Linked DNA regions of Ovis aries: region 1 is linked to region 2. A link is a contact called in public Hi-C data. All regions are on one chromosome and are shown on one strand. Each heading gives the region's core, a stretch centred on a gene start, on an enhancer-like site or on the middle of the called end of the contact. The rest is flanking DNA. Distances are from core to core; before and after follow the strand shown. Region 1 holds the start of ZBTB10 (zinc finger and BTB domain containing 10). Region 2 overlaps TPD52 (tumor protein D52).

Region 1 (3,575 bases), core at 264-2,763, 380 kb after region 2:
TGTAAGAGTTTCATTTCCAGCTCCATCTGTTTTTCTAATCACTCTAAATTCCATGTGCAGTGTCAACAGTTAAAAAAAAAAAAAGAACAACCCAAAGTCTTAAAAATCAATCCTTGTCTTAACACACACGCTCTTCGGAGTCGCACGCAGCGTCTGTGTGAGCCGACTCCTCCCCACTCTTGGGGAAAACCCTGCCTAATATTTATAACGTTATGACATACTGTAATACTCACAAGGTGGTTGTAGAAGTATAAACACGACTGGAGCTATCTGATTGGCTGCTGGTGATGTAACACCCATGTCAATACTTCCCACTGAACGCACGTGTTCGACCTTTTATTTAAATTTCCATTTCATCACAGCAATAAGACACTCGGGGCGGTGCATTTTCTGTGAAATGATTATCGCCCAGAGCTGCTGCATCGAATACACAATGCAGCAGACGAGGAGGTGCCCCCGGTTGTAACCTCCTCGCCCGAAAGGTACAGCCTGGTCCAGTCTTTGTGAAGGAACAAAAATAAGTTCACTTCCTCGGGCACCGTTACCCCCCGCCCCCACCCACCCCACCTCAGCAAATGACAAGGCTGGAGAGCAGCTCCCACCGTACAGTTATTTCTCAAAGTCCCAGGTGAACTCGTGGCGAAGGAAGGAAAATGTGCGTCCCGGGCGCGGGTAGGTGCGTGCGGGCAGCGGGGAGGCGGCCAGACCTGACACTCGCCAGCTGTTTGTCCTCCGCGGAGCCCGGCCCCGGCTGCACACGCCCGCCCCCTCCCCGAGACCCCCCAGCCCGCCGCCCGGCCTTTTGTCCCCCGCCCCTCGGCCGACTTCCTTCCCCCGCGGCCGCACCCCCGCCCCCAGGCCGGAGGCGCGGCCCGGCCCCTTTCCCGGTCCCCAGGCGCCCCCACCCCACCCCAGCCCAGCCCCAAGCCCAGCCCCCTCCCCCCGCCCGGCCCCCACCCTTTCCCCCTCCAGCGGTTACTGCTACCCCGGTGCATTGTGGGCGCACGGTCCGTTGTTCATTTGCCATTCGACCTCCGCCAGGGCCTGGTCGGACGGAAACGCTCCGCCGGCTTTATTGTCGGTTCGTTATGTGGCGGAGCCCGGCAGTTTAACGTGCCTCTCGCCCTCAGCGCTTCGGAAGCCGGCAGCCGCGTCGGGACTCCTCGGCGCGCCGGAGGAAGGATATCTTGTTTGGAGGGTCGGTGTGTGCGCGCGGCTTTAAAGAGGGGGCAGCGGAGGGTCTCCCCGCACTCCGCCTCTCAACTTCGAAGGCCCCACGCGCGCCGGCTCGCTGCTCACCTCTCCGCCGCCCGCCCCCCCCTTCTCCGCGCGGGACGCTGCCCGGAGCGCCGCGGGGCGGGGGTGGAGGACGAGGAGGCGGCGGCCCGGCGGGCGGCGGCGGCGGCGGCGGCGGACGCGTGAGGCAGCCCCGGGGAGCGAGCGCGAGCCGGGCGGGAGGGCGAGGCCGAGCCCCGCGAGACCGGAACGCCCGCGGTGGGGGCGGGAGCGAAGCGGAGGGGGAGCGGCGGGGAGCGCGCGGGACGCGGCCCGAGGCCGGGCGCGAGCCGGGGCACCGGGCGGCGGCGGCGGCGCGCGCCATGTCGTTCAGTGAAATGAACCGCAGGACGCTGGCGTTCCGAGGAGGCGGGTTGGTCACCGCCAGCGGCGGCGGCGGCTCCGCGAACAATAACGTTGGCGGGGAGGCCTCGGCTTGGCCCCAGCAGCCCCAGCCAAGACAGCCCCCGCCGCCAGCGCCGCAGCCGCTCAATGGGCGGGGGGCCGACGAGGAAGTGGAATTGGAGGGCCTGGAGCCCCAAGACCTGGAGGCCTCCGCCGGGGCTGCCGCCGCCGCCGAGGAAACCAAGGAGTTGCTGCTCCCCCAAGACGCGGGCGGCCCCACCTCGCTGGGCGGCGGTGGCGCCGGGGGCCCCCTGCTAGCGGAAAGGAACCGTCGGACTCTGGCCTTTCGAGGCGGCGGCGGCGGGGGGCTCGGCAACAATGGCAGTAGCCGCGGCCGCCCCGAGACCTCGGCATGGCCCCTGAGGCATTTCAATGGGCGAGGGCCGGCGGCCGTGGAGCTGGAGCTGGACGCGCTGGAGGGGAAGGAGTTGATGCCGGACGGCGCGTCCCTGAGCGACAGCACCGAGGACGAAGAGGAGGGGGCGAGCCTGGGCGACGGCAGCGGGGCGGAAGGAGGCAGCTGCAGCAGCAGCAGGCGGTCGGGCGGCGATGGCGGGGACGAAGCGGAGGGCAGCGGTGTGGGAGCTGGAGAAGGAGAGACTGTCCAGCACTTCCCGCTCGCGCGGCCCAAGTCCCTAATGCAGAAGCTCCACTGCTCTTTCCAGACCTCCTGGCTCAAAGATTTTCCCTGGCTGCGCTATTCCAAGGATACTGGCCTTATGTCTTGCGGCTGGTGCCAAAAGCCCCCCGAGGACGGAGGAAGCGGGGATCTGCCCCCAGTGGGGCACGACGAGCTTTCGCGAGGGACCCGCAACTACAAGAAAACCCTCCTTCTGAGGCACCACGTCTCTACCGAGCACAAACTCCACGAAGCCAACGCCCAGGTACGATATATGTTGCTCCTGCTTTTTCAGATCTTTGGGGGAAAGGTTTATCAGCTAAAACTCACTCTACTGGGTGAAGACATCTTTCCTGTTAGGAGAGAGGTGTAGGGAATTTAGGCGTGGGGGGTTCGAAAGCCTGGGAATAAGTTTTCAAAAGTTAACCGGGGGAGTTGGGGGGAGGGGGAGGAATGACAATTTTCTAATCATAGCACTGAATTTGATTTAATTTTTTTCATGACTCAGATTTCTTTGCCCGTCAGATTGAATCAGAAGGAAAGTTTAATAAGCGAGGTTGAAGGTTTTAACCCTGTAAGGTTGGCTTTGTGGTTAGAATGTTATTAGCTGTGATTTTAGAAAAGCTGCTTTAATGTTGGTAGTCTTTTAGCGTGCTGTTGGAAGTCAAATCTGGTAACTCTTTGAAGAATGAATTAAACTCTTTCCTTAACCTTTGACGCTACCCCTTTTAGGAGAACATGCAACCGAGAAAATTCTTTTTATCATGTCAGGATAATGTGAAATATGAGAGAGTAGTATGTAAATGTAGAGGAAGCTATTTGTATAAGACTTAGTGAATGATTATACTAAATTCATCTCCTTAAACTTTTTGTTGAACTTCTCTTTCCAAAGGTATGCTTTCGGTAAATTGTGGTAGTTTTTACTTGCTTCCTTCTCCAGATTTCTATGCTGAGATTTTCTGTAATCCCCTTTTTCAAAAAGTTTTCATTTAAATGTAGTTTACTTTAAACTTAGGATATTTGAAATGTTGACTGTAAAGTTACTTCTACCAACTAGTTGGTTCGAACTGGTAGAGAATGTATTTACCAAAATCATAAGTTCTTAGTTATTAAACAGGTAAACGGTACTTCTTAAATCTTGTCTTAGTATTTCTGGATTAAAGATAATAGTCTTATCATTTTGATAATCTCTTTCCAAGCCAAGCAGATGTTAATCAGTCCTCCTAAGACAACCTGTGGTTGTAGATGGAATTCATTCTTTTGTATCGGTAGCCAG
Region 2 (3,380 bases), core at 436-2,935:
CATTTGGAAAATTCTCATTCATAACATAGAAGTTGGGAAATGGAAACTCTCTAAAGATTACTGAAAACTGAATAATTCAAAAAATTTGTATTCGATCATTAATTTTAATGCTTCTCCTCAGAGTCTGACAGAGATCTATTTTTAAAACACAGAATAAGCAGGAGAAAATATGACATATTTATTGAGGTCTAATACACTAGCCACTGTGACAAGATTTAAACATTTACACGTTATCTAAAACACACACAAACTCTTAAAACCATCACCCAATGAGACAAGTAGTATTTGTAGTATTTATTCCCATTAGGAAACTGAGCCCCTCTGAGGTTCAGTAATGTGCCCAGAGTTGCAGAAATTCAAACATGGGTCTTTCTGACTCTAAATTCTTGCTCCTTCGTGTATATTTTTCTTAGAGAAATTCCGAAGAGCTGGGAAGACAAAGAGCAGGTCAGAGGAGAACTGGAAGCAGAGGGCTTTTCACTTCATTGAGGCTGTGAGAACACAAGGGGATGCCTGGCTTGAAAGTCACAGAGGCCAACATTGAGCCCAAGTGACTGCAAATTGGTGATAATTTGTTCTGTCAGGTTATTACCATTTCAGCCACCTGCTTAATAGTTCTTCTAGTTGTGCAAACAGATTGACAACCTGTCTTCAACTGCACACATGGGATCACCCTAAAGAATTTCATCTGGGGAGAAGAGCCTGGACTCCACGCAAAGGCAAACTGTTGGGAGATCCACGCCCAAGAGAGCAATGGAGACGAACCAGGAGAGCGCTCCTTTAAGTCCCAAGACACGATGTTTTCTTCTACATTTTATGTCTTCTTACTGGAGATCATTGTACAACCAACTGGCTAAGTGGTCCTTGTGGTATCATTGTTTATCACCTGCCTCTAAATGTGCAAACCTAGAAAACAAGGTCCTAATGTCACACCCTTATCTTTACACCTCAGGACTCACAGCACCCAGAATAAAGCAAATGTTTGTAAATAGTTCATTTGAACTGGCTTATTCGTTAAAGATTTGTTCAAAGTAAGTTTCTCTTTTCTCTCCTCCCCTCCCTATGCCCCATGCATAGCCATCCATTTGCCACTTATTTCCTAAAATTTCAACCAGGGAAGAAACTAGTTTTTTAAATAGAAATTTAGAACCTACCATTAAAGCTAAGCCAGAACTGAGAGCTTGGTGGGTACCTCTCTGCTCAGTGTAGTGGGTGCAGCCCAGGCCACCCCAGAATGGAACCCCTCACCTAAGCAGTTCTCTCTTCCATCCAGTTCTTCATCTTTGATTTTTTTCCAGTTAAAGTCAACTGTTCCCCTTCAAGCCTTTCTATGATTGTTACTTAAAACTTTTACAACCATCTTCACACGATTTTAAATCTGAAAATAATTTTGGATCATGTAAATTCAAACACTTCATTGTGTAAACATAGGAAACCCAGGGCAGAGATTTTTAAAATCAGATGACGTTGTGGGTTGACTTGCATCTGCCCCAAAAAAAGATATATTCTGCTTCCAACTCCCAGGACCCATAAACGACGTGTTTTTATTTGGCAACAGGGTCTTTGCAGATGTAATCAAGATGACATCATACTGGACTGGAGGGTGGAGTGGGCTCTAACCCAATGGCTGGTGTCCCTACAAGTAAAAGGAAGTTTGGATCAGTGACCCGGAGAGAACACTGTGTAAAGATCCAGAGCACACAGAGACAGAGGGAGCACACGGTGTGATGCGGCCGGGCAGAGACTGGAGGGATGTAGCGCCAGCCAAAGCAAGCCAGGGGGCTTCCCTGGTGACTCAGTGATAAAGAATCTATCTGCCAATGCAGGAGGCGTAAGTCCAGGATCTACACAGATCTCTGGTCCAGGAAGATCCCACATGCCGCCGAGCAACTAAGCCCTCGCACCACAGCTATGGAGCCTGTGCTCTAGAGGCTGGGAGTCCCAACTACGGAGCCCACCCGCCACAACTGCTGAAGCCCGCATGCCCCAGAGCCCGTGCTCCACAAGGACAGAAGCCACCGCAATGAGCAGCTCGCACACCGCAGTGACAGAGTAGCCACCCACTCCCTGCTGCTAAGGAAAAGCCCAAGCAACAGCGAGACGCAGCACAGCCAAAATAAATAAACTGTAAAAAATTAAAAAAAGACAGGCGTTACCAGCAGGAAGCTAGGAAGAGGCAAGGAAAGATTTCCCTGCAGGTGTCAGAGGGAGCATGGCCCCGCCAACAGAGGTAATACATTTCTGTCGTTTTAAGCCCCTCAGTCTGGAGCACTTTGTCATGGTAGCCCCAAAGAACTGAGCCCCAGGAAACTGAACCCCAAACCCATTACCTGTTTAAAAAATAAAAAGGAAATAATACCATCTAGCTCTCTGGGTTTTTATAAGAATGTTTTAAAGGGTCATGAAATAAAAGGTGGGCACATACTCAATGTTCAATGAGTACCTGCTGTGACTCACTTTCCTGGTCCTACCAGTCATCCTGGCTACTTCCTCTCCTCTTCTCTGCCACGAAGCTTGACCCACAGGGCTCACTTCCTCACCTGCCATCACTCTCCAAGCCCCTCGTCCCCCTTCAGCTAAGGACAGTTCTGCATCAGGATCTCATTGGACAGCTCCAAGCTGCCCAGACTGAACCTCACTCAGAAGTCTCTGGTCCCCTGACCCCTCCCCGCCCCCTCGCCCTCCCTAGGTTTTCTTCCCACCTCCCTGAGATGTGGCTCCATCTCCCTCTCTGCGAGCCCACTTCACGCCCCACCTCTGATCCCACCCCACGCAGGCTGTCACCATGCTTTGCTTATAGATTCTTGCCCCAAAGCTCCGCGTTGGTTGCTGCCTCTTCCACTCCAATCACTATCCTGCCACCAGAGGGCGCTGTCTGAAACGTGTCTCAGACTAGGGCACTCCATGCCTTCAATTCCTGTATGGCTGCCCACCCTCTAGGAAAGCTCACTGCTCCTGACAATCTGGAGCCCACCGACTCCACCTCCTGCTCCTGTCCTCATTGCCACTCGAGGCTCTCACTGCATCGTCCAAACTGCAGTTCCTCTAGGGAATCATGTTTTACTGATTTTTTTTTTTTTTAAAGGAATGTATTAACACTAAGGGTAAGATAAAGTAAATGGCTTCCCACGTTATTTTTCCCAATTTTTTTATTATGGTAAAATATATAGCATACCATTTACCATCTTAACCATCTGTTAATAATTTAATTTTTTAAACAACAAAAACATTGTGTATTGGGGTACAGCCATTTAACAACACTGTGATAGTTTCAGGTGAACAGTGAAGGGGCTCAGCCATACATACATATGGATCCATTCTTCCCCAAACCCTCCTTCCATCCAGGCTGCCTCATAACACTGAGCCGAGTTCCCTGTGCT

What was found. A called contact is a pair of places that touch in the nucleus more often than the background predicts.
Region 1: a Hi-C map of tail adipose tissue shows a contact between it and region 2, with 4 times the contacts expected there. The contact joins the promoter of ZBTB10 here to the enhancer-like site in region 2. A contact is called at or near these places in 4 of 16 Hi-C or Micro-C datasets (muscle, skin fibroblasts and tail adipose tissue).

Annotation. Positions count from the first base shown.
Region 1 is chr9:56,749,008-56,752,582 of ARS-UI_Ramb_v3.0, forward strand. ZBTB10 (zinc finger and BTB domain containing 10) reads left to right here and starts at 1,514. Exons shown (of 6, transcript XM_004011759.6): 1 at 1,514-2,564. The coding sequence starts at 1,599.
Region 2 is chr9:56,365,641-56,369,020 of ARS-UI_Ramb_v3.0, forward strand. The region is part of intron 1 of TPD52 (tumor protein D52); the gene reads right to left. Among named protein-coding and RNA genes, the nearest start is that of MRPS28, 46 kb to the left of the region's middle. Within about 2 kb of position 1,686, at least 10 of the 54 cell types and tissues checked have an H3K27ac peak or open chromatin away from gene starts, as enhancers often do. A contact at or near this core is called in tail adipose tissue, where this site is marked.